2 separate regions of the Gossypium hirsutum genome follow, and region 1 is linked to region 2. The links are chromatin contacts, called in public Hi-C maps. All regions are on one chromosome and are shown on one strand. Each heading gives the region's core, a stretch centred on a gene start, on an enhancer-like site or on the middle of the called end of the contact. The rest is flanking DNA. Distances are from core to core; before and after follow the strand shown.

Region 1 (5,805 bases), core at 2,367-4,866, 180 kb before region 2:
TCATTCAAAAAATGAAAAGAACTCCTTGGTTTGTTATTTTGAAGAGCAGACTCTATGTAATGAGGGTCCGACACGTCGTTGGGCTGATTCATTGAGCTACTCAATGGGTCCATAACAGCCTTGAGAGTTGTTGATCTAACTGCTCCAATATCAAAAGTAGGCTCAACAGGTGTCCGGCCTACTAAAGTTTTCACTTCTAGATTTCTCCTTTGTGGGTTTAAGAGCCCATCCCCTTGATCACTTATTCTATCTCCCCCTGTTTGCTCAAGCCTCATTGACTTAGGGTTACCTCGTGTCTTAAACCCCTGTTGTGCAACATTTTCTCCAACCTTTAATTTATTCTTAAAAACAACCAACTTTCTAGTATCTTCCTTATTTAACTCATCTTCTAGATCAACCAAAACCTCTATATTAGTCAGAGCATCAAATCAGAAACTCGTTTTTCCTTTCTCTATAAAATCCCATTTTTTTAATATTATTATTCATAAAATTACGCCTTACTTTCCTTTCGACCACCATCCATGGCCCGTAAACAGCGCCTTCTCCTCCGCTTACAGCGACTTCTGTCAGAGTAGTACCCTTTCTGATCCTTCACCGTTACTGAATATGGTTGTGAAGCACACAGCTTCTTGGTATATTTGTACTTCCCGTAAGTAAAGCAAATCGTAGGCAGCGCTTCATACTCAACTTTCTAATGTAAACCATTCACAAGAACTTGAGCGATCAGAGGCTTGTCTAAGTTGACATAAACGGCTATCCTGGCGAAGTGACCTGTAATTCTACTGTCGGTATTGAAATCTAACCGAACAACCTTTCCAATGGTCCCTCCTATTTCTTCAAGAATTTTCCTTTTGTATAAAAACCTTGGGAGGCCTAGTAACTGTATCCAAGCCATCACCATGCTTGGGTATGGTTGTAAGGGTTGAATTCTTTGGTCCAAGGTTGAACAGTCAGATACTGACCATAAATCAGCCAAGGACCCTGCGACAGAACTTTTGCATAGTTATCAGTGGATTGAAATTTAGCCAGAAAGTATTCATTCTCTATGTCCATGATATGGGAAGGCTTAGAGGGATTCCATAAACTACTGATTCGATTGTTTAAAGCCCCATACCCAATATTCCTACCAAGTAATTTCAATACAACCGTGTGTTCCATTTCTTTGAACAAGATTTGTTGAATCCTCTCTGAGAAATCAATAGCAGGTATTCCATTAATAATGGATATGTGAATATCTCCTTCCAAAAATTCTAGATCTTCATCAACACCAGCACCAGAATTATCCAACCCCAACTTATCAGACGCTCTAGATTTATTCCCCATAAGTTTATCCTTCCAAGATAAAATTGGACTCGGACCAGATTCAACCATCATATCAGTGATTTCCTTGCCATTGCCCTATTTGAAACGGGCTTTCTTTGTATTACGATCTGCACCTGTCCGAGAACCATCACCATCCTCGATTTCTAGATAAGAAATGTTATCACTAGAGTTCAGAGAGATTTCCATTTAAGATTAATTGTTCAATTGTTTAAAAATAGAGGTTAAAAGGATTAAAAAAAAGTGACAACCATTAAAGATCAAATTTATAATTTAATGATCCTTTATTGAAATATGAGAAGCAAGCTTTTATGTACAGAGAATACGAGTGTGATATTAATTCACCATAATTTAGTGCAAAAATCAGAGAAAAGTCAACAAGTGATCAAACAAGAAAAGGGATTAAAAAATGTTGTCAGTTTACAGCTAGAATTAGAATTTTGTCATAAAAAAACAAGGTCAAGAAAGTCAATAATGGAAGTTCTGTTTAAGAAGAAAATATCCAATAAATTATAGCCATATAATTTTCATCCAACTTATAATCTAATACAAAATTTTTATTGGGAAAAATATAGTGGAACATAATTTTTATAAAGTAATTATATATCAATATAGTTCAGTATATTACGAGATACAAAATTTTAATTTGATACAATCGTCTAAATTATTTTACATAAACAAATATTAATTTTTTATTATAAATAAAATTATAAAATTTATTAATTTCATAATATATTTAAATTATTTTATTAATAATATTAATTTTGACTTAACATATTTTATATTAATTTATTTGTTCTTCTACGTACTTATTTTCCGTCCTTTTGTTGAAAATTCTGTGTTGGTTGATGAATTAATTTTTTAATCCATTACCAAATTTTCTTCTACTAAGAATTATTTTAAAGATAATTTAATATAGCCGCCCAACAAAGTTATTTAACGAAATCCAACTAGACCCACCGAAAGAAACAATGCTACCTAGGGATTTATCCAATAATTAATATTCTTTAACATTTATTATTTATTTTTTTGTCAAATTTTGTTATTAGTCTTTACGTTATGCATAAATTATGAATTTAATTCTTATACTCTAATATGATTATATTTTTCGAAATTTTAAAATTTTAATTTTGAGCAAACAATAATTGTTAAATATGTTAAGTTAAATTTTATTGTCAAAATTTTATGCCATAAATATATATTATTTCTACATAATATTGACATCAAAACTATATTATTTTACTTTTTCTTATAGAAAAGTAAATCAAGAATTAAGTTTGTGAATTTGATTTGTTCTAGTTTCTTTCAACCCACTTTCCTTCCAATGCAATTTATCTTAAAATTTAGTATGTTGGAAATTACAAAATGAAAAATATTCACCCTTAAATATACCATAGCACATTATTTTATAACTTCTTTAATAACAAAGTTGTGCTATCTCTTTCAATACAAGTAAGCTCCCTTTTCAATATCAACCCTACTCTAAAATTTTAAATAAACTTAACCAACCTTTTTCTTTTTTTTTTTATGAAAAAAATACAACCAATTAAACTAAAACAAAAGAATTATTTGTAAATAATTGTAACCTTTTCTCCTTATTAAAAGCTATTTTAATCATTTGATCTACTTGTACGTTTTCTTCTGTAAGTATGTATTCAAGTATCCAATTTTCAATTTTCTTCAAGAGGTGGTGAATGTGCCTCATTATCGTCAATTTAGAGGGCGTTGATTCTGAAACTTAGATAGCTTCAATAGCATTTAAATTGTCTGTTTATATAAACACTTCATTTCTTTACTTTTCTTGCATCAGCAACAAATAATTTAAAACACTTCATAATTTAAACAAAATATTAAAAAAAATTTGTAGGATTCAATTGCGATTTGGTTTTGATGTATTTAGTAACGAATCAAAATTCATTTTTTATTTAATTTTTAATTTTTACAATACAAAAATAAATAATTTTATATTTAAATTAATTTGAAATTTTATAGCTCTGCGTATAACAAACATGTCTAATATGTGTCAATCAGAGAAGTACATGAAATTTAAATGCAAAAGATTATGTAGGACACAAATTTGGCGTTCAATTATAATTGGAAACGACACCGTTTAAAAGCCCAAAAAACCGCGTCTCGGATAAACTTTGGAATCTGCCCTCGTAGAGACAGCTAGCATATAAAAGCAGCAATCTTAACCAAATTAAGGGGCAAAAAGCTTAAAAATCCACGTAAGCAAAGCGTGTCCGAACGAGTGGCATTCCATGTAATTTAAACGAAAAGGCAAGACCATTATCGAGAAATAAAACGTATAAAAATAATAAGCTAATATACATATAAAAAAAGGGAAAGCTGGGGGGAGTGATTGATTTTAGTAGGTGCTGATTGATTAGTGTTTCTATCAAAGACCCCTCCCCCCCTCTTCTTCCTCTCCGATCGGTGCTGTCGTTTGCTGTATTTATATATTTTTTGCTTCAACTCATTCAATCACCACAATTTCTCTTATTTCTTTCTTTTTATAAATACCCTTTTATTTTTACTTGCTTTTTCTATTTCTCCTTTGACTGGTTCATATTAGCCGTTGATAGTTTAGTGATTAATATATACAACTTTTTAAAGCTTTGGAAAGATCGTTTTTTTTACTTGGTATCAAGCATGGAAGATCGCAAGGAGGTTAGTTCTTTGTTTTTCTCATGTTATTGATAAGAAAAAAAAAAGATTCTTTTTTGGCTATATGTAGTTATGATTTATGAACTTACAGTAATCTGCTGAAGATGTGGTCTTAGTTATTTTCCTTCTTAGTTTTGGAGTTTCTTTGCAGCCAAACAAATATTTGGTGTTCAATATTTCCAAGTATTGAAAAAAAGGAATTTAATTTTACGTTTTCTAAGCGTATGAAGTACTAAAATTCAATTTTTTAAATATGGGTTTTGATTTTTGGTATGTCTCAAAAGCTGAAATTCCCTTCTACAGGGAAAAAAATCTATAATCTTAGAGTTGAAAAAGAAAAAAAAAGAATTCAGGGGAACACTATAAACAGGTTTCTGGTTATGTTACCCAGATTCACCGAGTGAGTGTTAAGTTTTCTTAAGTTCTTAAGGAAAATGACAAGTGTAAATAATGTAAATGGTTGGTCTTATAAAGGAACATGAAAGAGTCTTGAATAACATAGATTGTTGGTGTTAATTGTTAGGAATATTTTAGTACATGCAGTGCCAGGTTGTGAATTTGGAATGTCTTTGTATTGAACTTGCAAAGTCACATGATGTCTTTTTGGCATTGTTAAGTATTTCCGAAGGACAAATTTTATAATTTGCTCAACAGTTGGCCATGAATACAAAGCATTGATAGCTTTGACATTATTTGGGGTTAATTAAAGCATTGATATATTTTGGCTTATGGGTGTTAAAATTGTTGTAGAAAAATGCACCATGGCTATCAGTACCACAATTTGGTGATTGGGATCAAAAGGGACAGGTGCCAGATTACTCTCTTGACTTCTCAAAGATCAGGGAAATGAGGAAGCAAAACAAGAGGGAAGTTTCAAGAGCCAGTCTTGGTAATGAAGAAGAGTTCATTAACCCAACTGCAAACACTGTTAGCACTACTCCTAGTGATGATCATCACCACAATTACCCTCAGAACCATCACTCTCCATCTGTAAGATTCTCCCTTCCACTATCTTCCCAAATCCTTTATTTTATTAGAAAATGTACTATCAATATACAATTTTCTATTATTGGTTGGTAGCTATAAATAGTGATAGCGCCGTAACCATGTCAAATCTATATGAACTTTGTTGGCATCCATGTGATATAGGCTGGTGGGGAAGTTTTGCTTAGCTGTATCATTTAATCTTTTTCCTTTGATGTTTGCTAGCCCCGGGGCTTTCACAATTAACCTTTAAGCATATGTAACTCGGCCCTTGGGGAAAACCCCGATGAGCATTCCACTTTTCATTGTAGGAATACTTTTCTATATCTTTTATCTCTTTGGTCAATGAATTATACTTTTTCTCACTTTGACAAATGTCATTAGTTAGCCATATTATACTTGGTCACACATTTGTTGATTGATTTTTTTTTTAATTTCTTGTCAGACAAGGCGGAGTTTCTTTAGCTACTTCAATTGCTGCGTCAAGGCTTAAGATTTAGGGTTTAAGGGCTCGCATGAAAGATGATTTTAATAGCCACCCAAGTTACATCGATGTATTTATAGAGCACCCTTTCTCTCTCTCTCTTTCCATTGTGTTCTTTGTTTTTTTGGTTTCTCATCTTTATTTCTTCATCATCTCTTTGGTTTTTAAGATTAGGAAAGATAATATATGCTTTAATTTAAATGTGGTGATCATTTTATGCATCTGATCTTCCTCTTTCCTTGGTTCTCATGATGTATAATTTGAATGGAAAGGTGATGGAGAAATAAAAAGGGGGGGGGATTTGAAGTCTTTGAAATAATGGGGGGATTATTGATTGGGGGGGGGAGTTG
Region 2 (5,285 bases), core at 201-2,700:
AAATTTGGGTTTTGGAAAAATAATTTAAATGAATTAGAAATTTTGAATTGAGTCAAATAAAAGGAAAAATTTTGATATTTTTTGGCAAATAAATAGCATGAAAGTCAATTGCACACGTCTATGTAATATCATTTCTAGATGTTGTTCAAAGGTATGAAACTCAACTAGAAGATATTACTAATTTGATTTTGAGAAACATTGAAAAAGCTTGTAATGATTTAATCCTTTTTTTGTTTTGTTTTTAATTTGTTATTGAATTCTATAGAATGATAATGGTCTTTATTTCCCATACATATTAGTTCTTTAACAAAAAAATATTTGAAATTTTATTTTTCTAGAATTTTTATATAGTATTTTCTATTTTTTAAATAATTTTGATTTTTTATCATTTTTATATAGAATTAGGGTCAAATTGAAAGAGAATATAAAAGTTGAGGACTAAAATTGTTATTATACCAACTAAAAAAGTGTTACTTAAAGGTTGAGTGAAAACATTAGTAACCAAAATGAAAATTTACCCATAGTAATAGTGAAATTTATCCTTTATTTTTTATAACAAACCAAAATTCATTTTTACTATTGTTTTTAAAATTAATCTACAAAAGTTATTTGTAATGAAAAGACATGTTACACTTTTAAAGGAAAACTCAAATTTAACTTTTGAAAACGAAATTGTTTGGATAGCAACAAAAAAACTTGAATAACTATTTTTTTGTAAATAGCTACCACTTTATTTTTTAAATTTTATTTTTTGGTAGAATCAATGTATTATTCATATTTATTTTACAATTCATGAAATATTAATTTTTTAAGGGTTTATGGTTGTCCCTCCTAACAACGTCATATTTTATGGTGTGTCATAATCTAATTGTTATTATTATGGTTAACTAGTAGGTGGTTAAAAGAAATGTCATTTTTTTCTCCAAGTATTTAAATTGAGTTTGAATCCTTAGATCATCATTATTTTTGAAAATAAATATAATTCTGACCCAAACAAAATTAGTTGTAGACCATAAAACAAATCTCAATACCCATAGTTATATAAAAATAGGTCAAAATTTGTAGTTAGTCCCTATACTTCTATAAAATTTGAGATTTAATTTATGTACTTTTAAAATTAAAAATCCAATCCTATAACTTAGTCAATTGAAAAGTCCTCGTCCAAATCATCATGGTCATTGATAGTTTATGTCAGAATTTCTAACTTAGTATGTTTATTTTTATGAATCATATGTCATAAGAAGAAGACAAATAGAAAGATTTTAAAGAAAAATACTAACATATTTATTTTCTATCATTCATATATGTTATTAACTAAATCTCAAATTTTGTCAAACTACAATAATGTATATTAACCTAAAAATATTTTATGGCCTTTGATAAAAATGTTGAAACGAATATGAAAAAAAAAAAAAGGGCCATTAAGCTTAGCCAACGTGGTGCAAAAATAACGTTACCTTGCGCTAAAACCCAGCGAATCTTATCCACTCTTTGTAAGTCACTGCAGCATTTTTTCCTTTTCTTTTTTTTTTCATTTCTTAGTTCTTAAGTGAAACATAAAAGGAAAAAGGAAGAATAAAGAAAAGACAACAACAAAGACAATGTTGAATGTGAATAGCATGGCTTCTCTGTCAAACTCAAAGCTTCCATTTCAATATTTCCATTATTATAATAAGCATTCCAGCAAGTGTTTTAAGGTATTAACACCCAGGAAATCAGAGCTGCAACTGCAAATTATAAGGGCTTCTTCTTCAGCTGCTGCTCCTGATGTTGATCTCAACACCCTTGAATCTGCCATTTCCAAGGTTTATTATTCTTTTCTTTCCTTTTTATCAATTTCTTTGCCCTGGCTTGAAACTATTTGAAACTGGGTGTTTAACTTCGGGTTTAGTTTTTTTTTTCTTTTTAAATGAATTAACCTGCTTGTCATTATCATTTGATGGTTGATGAACTATTTGAGATTGCGTATCATTTACAAATCATATATATATTCACCATGTAAGAGGATACCCACTAAGCATCCATAGCTGATTGGTTAAAGCGTTCAACTTATAATTGAAATAAATTCGTAGGTTTAATTCCTACTAAATGCACGTTAATGGGACCCTTCAATAAATCTATTGGAATTTACCCTATATCAATCGAATTTATATATATATGAGATTGGAATTATATACACTGGTTTTCTCTTTTTGCAAATTAGGATATGTGTATGTTTGAACTTGTAAATCCTTTATAAGGTAGTTTGATATGTATGTATATGTTTTGGTTTAGAAAGACAGTGAAGCTGTGAAAGAAGCACTTAATGAGCTGAGTGAAGTTGGATGGGCAAAGAAATGGAGTTCACAGCCGTATGTGTCACGTCGTATGGTCAGTCTCTGATATCAAGTCTGAAGTTATGGGAAAAAGTGATCACTCAAATGTTACCCTGCATACTCATATGCATACGTGTACATGTATACCATACATCTTATCTGTTCATTGCTGTATATATAAATATTTAACCGAGCAAATTAAAGGGGCTTGACTTTGAGATTGTTTGCATCAGACATCTCTTAGGGAGCTGACCAGCCTTGGTATTAAAAATGCAGAAAACCTTGCAATTCCAAGTGTTCGAAATGATGTAAGTATCACAATGCTCATCTTCTAGTTGGGATAATATCATTCTACTCAGGATAATATCATTCTACTTACCTTCCTCATATTTTGGAGTCAGTAGGCTGAGAAGCTCTCACAATGCATATCCTTCACCTAATCGAGTTTTATTTCTGAACTTGGAACTCAATTTGAGATAAAAACAAATTAAGTTCATTTTCTTAGTAAAAAATGAATCTGATTCCAAAACTAAATGTCAACTTGATTATTTGAGTTTGAGAGATTTTTGAATATTAAGTAAAAATGATTTAAAAAGAAAAGCTGCAAGCTACTCAAATCAAGTATTAAGATACTCGAACTTTTGGAGCATAGCTTTTCAAATTAAACCCGAAAGACGTGTGAATACACAATGTCTCATTTACACCTTAGTCTAACCGGAATTTCATCACATAAAGCAATCTTCACATGGTTAAAACATTAATTTCAAATTGCAGTTCATGTATTTGATATGTTTCAGTTGTAACAGGCAGCATTTCTTTTCACAGTTGTTGGGACAACAGGGTTTTTGGGAGTTCTTGCTGGCCAGCTTCCTGGGGTAATTTTAGCTATATATATATATATATGTTCTCTTTTATCTTTGTTTTTCATTTACTTTTCTTTTGCCTATATTTTTTTTAAAATAATGCTTTTAAAATATGAATTATGCGTTGAACACATAATTCTTACTCTTAAAAAAAGTGCACTTATGCATGGAATAGCCTTACACTTTTTATCCCAAAAACTTAAACTACTAAGAAATAATTCAACTATTATATTTAAGTTTTGAATAGCATTATTTACTTATATTTGTATTGGCATTGTTTTCTTTGATGGAGCTGTAAGATTCCAAGGTGGTAATATGTATGAAAAAAAAAAAGAGAGAAAAGTAGAGAAGTTCTTGCTTTTAACTGGTTTTCCGGTTCACACTTTGCCTACAGGATTGGGGTTTCTTTACACCATATTTAATTGGGAGCATTTCTTTGGTCGTTTTGGCAGTGGGGAGCATTTCACCAGGGTAATTAAGTCTAATGCAATTTTTCCTATCCCATGGTTCCAACAATTTTGGTTTACAAGTAACGGTCATTCATTTGCTCCTACAGACTTCTTCAAGCTGCCATTGGAGGCTTTTCATCATTTTTCCCTGATTACCAAGAAAGGATTGTTAGACATGAAGCAGCTCATTTTTTAAGTAATCCCTAATCACGTATAGAATCTAGTGACGTGTGCCTGTGCATGTATATATTCATTCATAATCTTTTCTCTTTGTATGTAGTTGGTTATCTGTTGGGCCTTCCTATCCTGGGGTATTCACTGGATATTGGTAAAGAACATGTCAATCTCATTGATGAAAAGCTGGAAAAGCTTATATATAGTGGACAGCTTGATGCTAAAGAGCTTGACAGGTACTAATCTTGATAATCTGAAAGCTTCCATATAGTATATTATATGGTGCATGAAGCAGTAAAAGTACCACGGAAGCCCTTGTATTAGGAGCCAGATTGTGTTTTACTCCCTCTACTCAAAAAATGAGAAAATTTGTCATGTATGTTAAATCAAAGAGCAAACGGGTCCTTTTGTTAAAACATTCATATATTTCTACTGTTAAAAACTAGTCCTCATACATCAATATCAGGTATACATAGCACGCCATGTGTAATTATTTGATTATTTAGTCAACCATGTCAGTTTTTATTTCCAAAAGAATGGATCAATTTGCTCTTTAACCTAACATACAGAGATTCATTTACCCATTTTTTTATTAAAGGAGACAAAATGTAATCTGACTCTTAATAGAGGGGTTTTCATGTTACTTTTACCTGCATGGGGCCTCAACAATATCATTTGCCATTCCCGGTTATTAGTTATATAGTTAATGATAAGCATACAAAAACATGGTATCATGTGCTTGGGCCACTTCTCACAAGCAACTAATGGGGGCGATAACAACAACTATAGAAGCTTGAAATTAAAAGGAGACTCACTCAACTGCAATGTGTATCTCAGGTTGGCAGTGGTTGCCATGGCTGGACTTGCAGCAGAGGGTTTGAAATATGACAAAGTGGTGGGTCAATCAGCTGATCTTTTCACACTTCAGGTTTTAAAACGGCCCTTTTAGCCAAAGTTGAACTAGATTTCATTAGTTGCTTACCTATTCAGCAACTAACTCTGGTCTGTATTCTCTGCAGAGATTCATAAACAGGAGCCAACCAAAACTGGGCAATGATCAGCAGCAAAATCTAACTAGATGGGCAGTAAGTTACTTAAAGTTTCCTTTCAGCTTCATATTACCATTAAAGGATAAATGAAAGCTAATGTTAAAGGTGAAACTAACACAGGTTCTGTTTGCTGGATCTCTGTTGAAAAACAACAAGGTGATTCATGAAGCCTTGATATCAGCAATGTCAAAGAAGGCAACTGTATTGGAATGCATCCAAGCAATTGAGAACGCTGCATAGGTTTTACCTTGGTGCTCCATTTTATATGCCCAAATTCGGGAAAGAATTCACTCCTTGAAATTTTCTTCTGATTTTCTTTTTATTATTATTAATTTCATTTTCAATACCATTAATCTTGATATTCAATTTATATACCCAAAATGATTGTAAAAGGAAAACAATCAAGTTCAAGTTCAATTCTGTTTTCTATGCTCT

The links. A called contact is a pair of places that touch in the nucleus more often than the background predicts.
Region 1: a contact with region 2 is called in a Hi-C map of leaf, with 2.2 times the contacts expected there. The contact joins the promoter of LOC107951650 here to the promoter of LOC121203111 in region 2. A contact is called at or near these places in 7 of 34 Hi-C or Micro-C datasets (hypocotyl, leaf and seedling).

What each region holds. Positions count from the first base shown.
Region 1 is chrA02:99,943,282-99,949,086 of Gossypium_hirsutum_v2.1, reverse strand. It overlaps LOC107951650, which reads left to right and starts at 3,616. Exons shown (of 3, transcript XM_016886777.2): 1 at 3,616-3,990; 2 at 4,738-4,977; 3 at 5,417-5,676. The coding sequence starts at 3,973. The coding sequence ends at 5,464.
Region 2 is chrA02:99,764,061-99,769,345 of Gossypium_hirsutum_v2.1, reverse strand. LOC121203111 reads left to right here and starts at 1,450. Exons shown (of 10, transcript XM_041082260.1): 1 at 1,450-1,805; 2 at 2,275-2,370; 3 at 2,549-2,623; 4 at 3,122-3,190; 5 at 3,573-3,649; 6 at 3,735-3,823; 7 at 3,908-4,037; 8 at 4,639-4,729; 9 at 4,821-4,886; 10 at 5,007-5,285. The coding sequence starts at 1,602. The coding sequence ends at 5,090.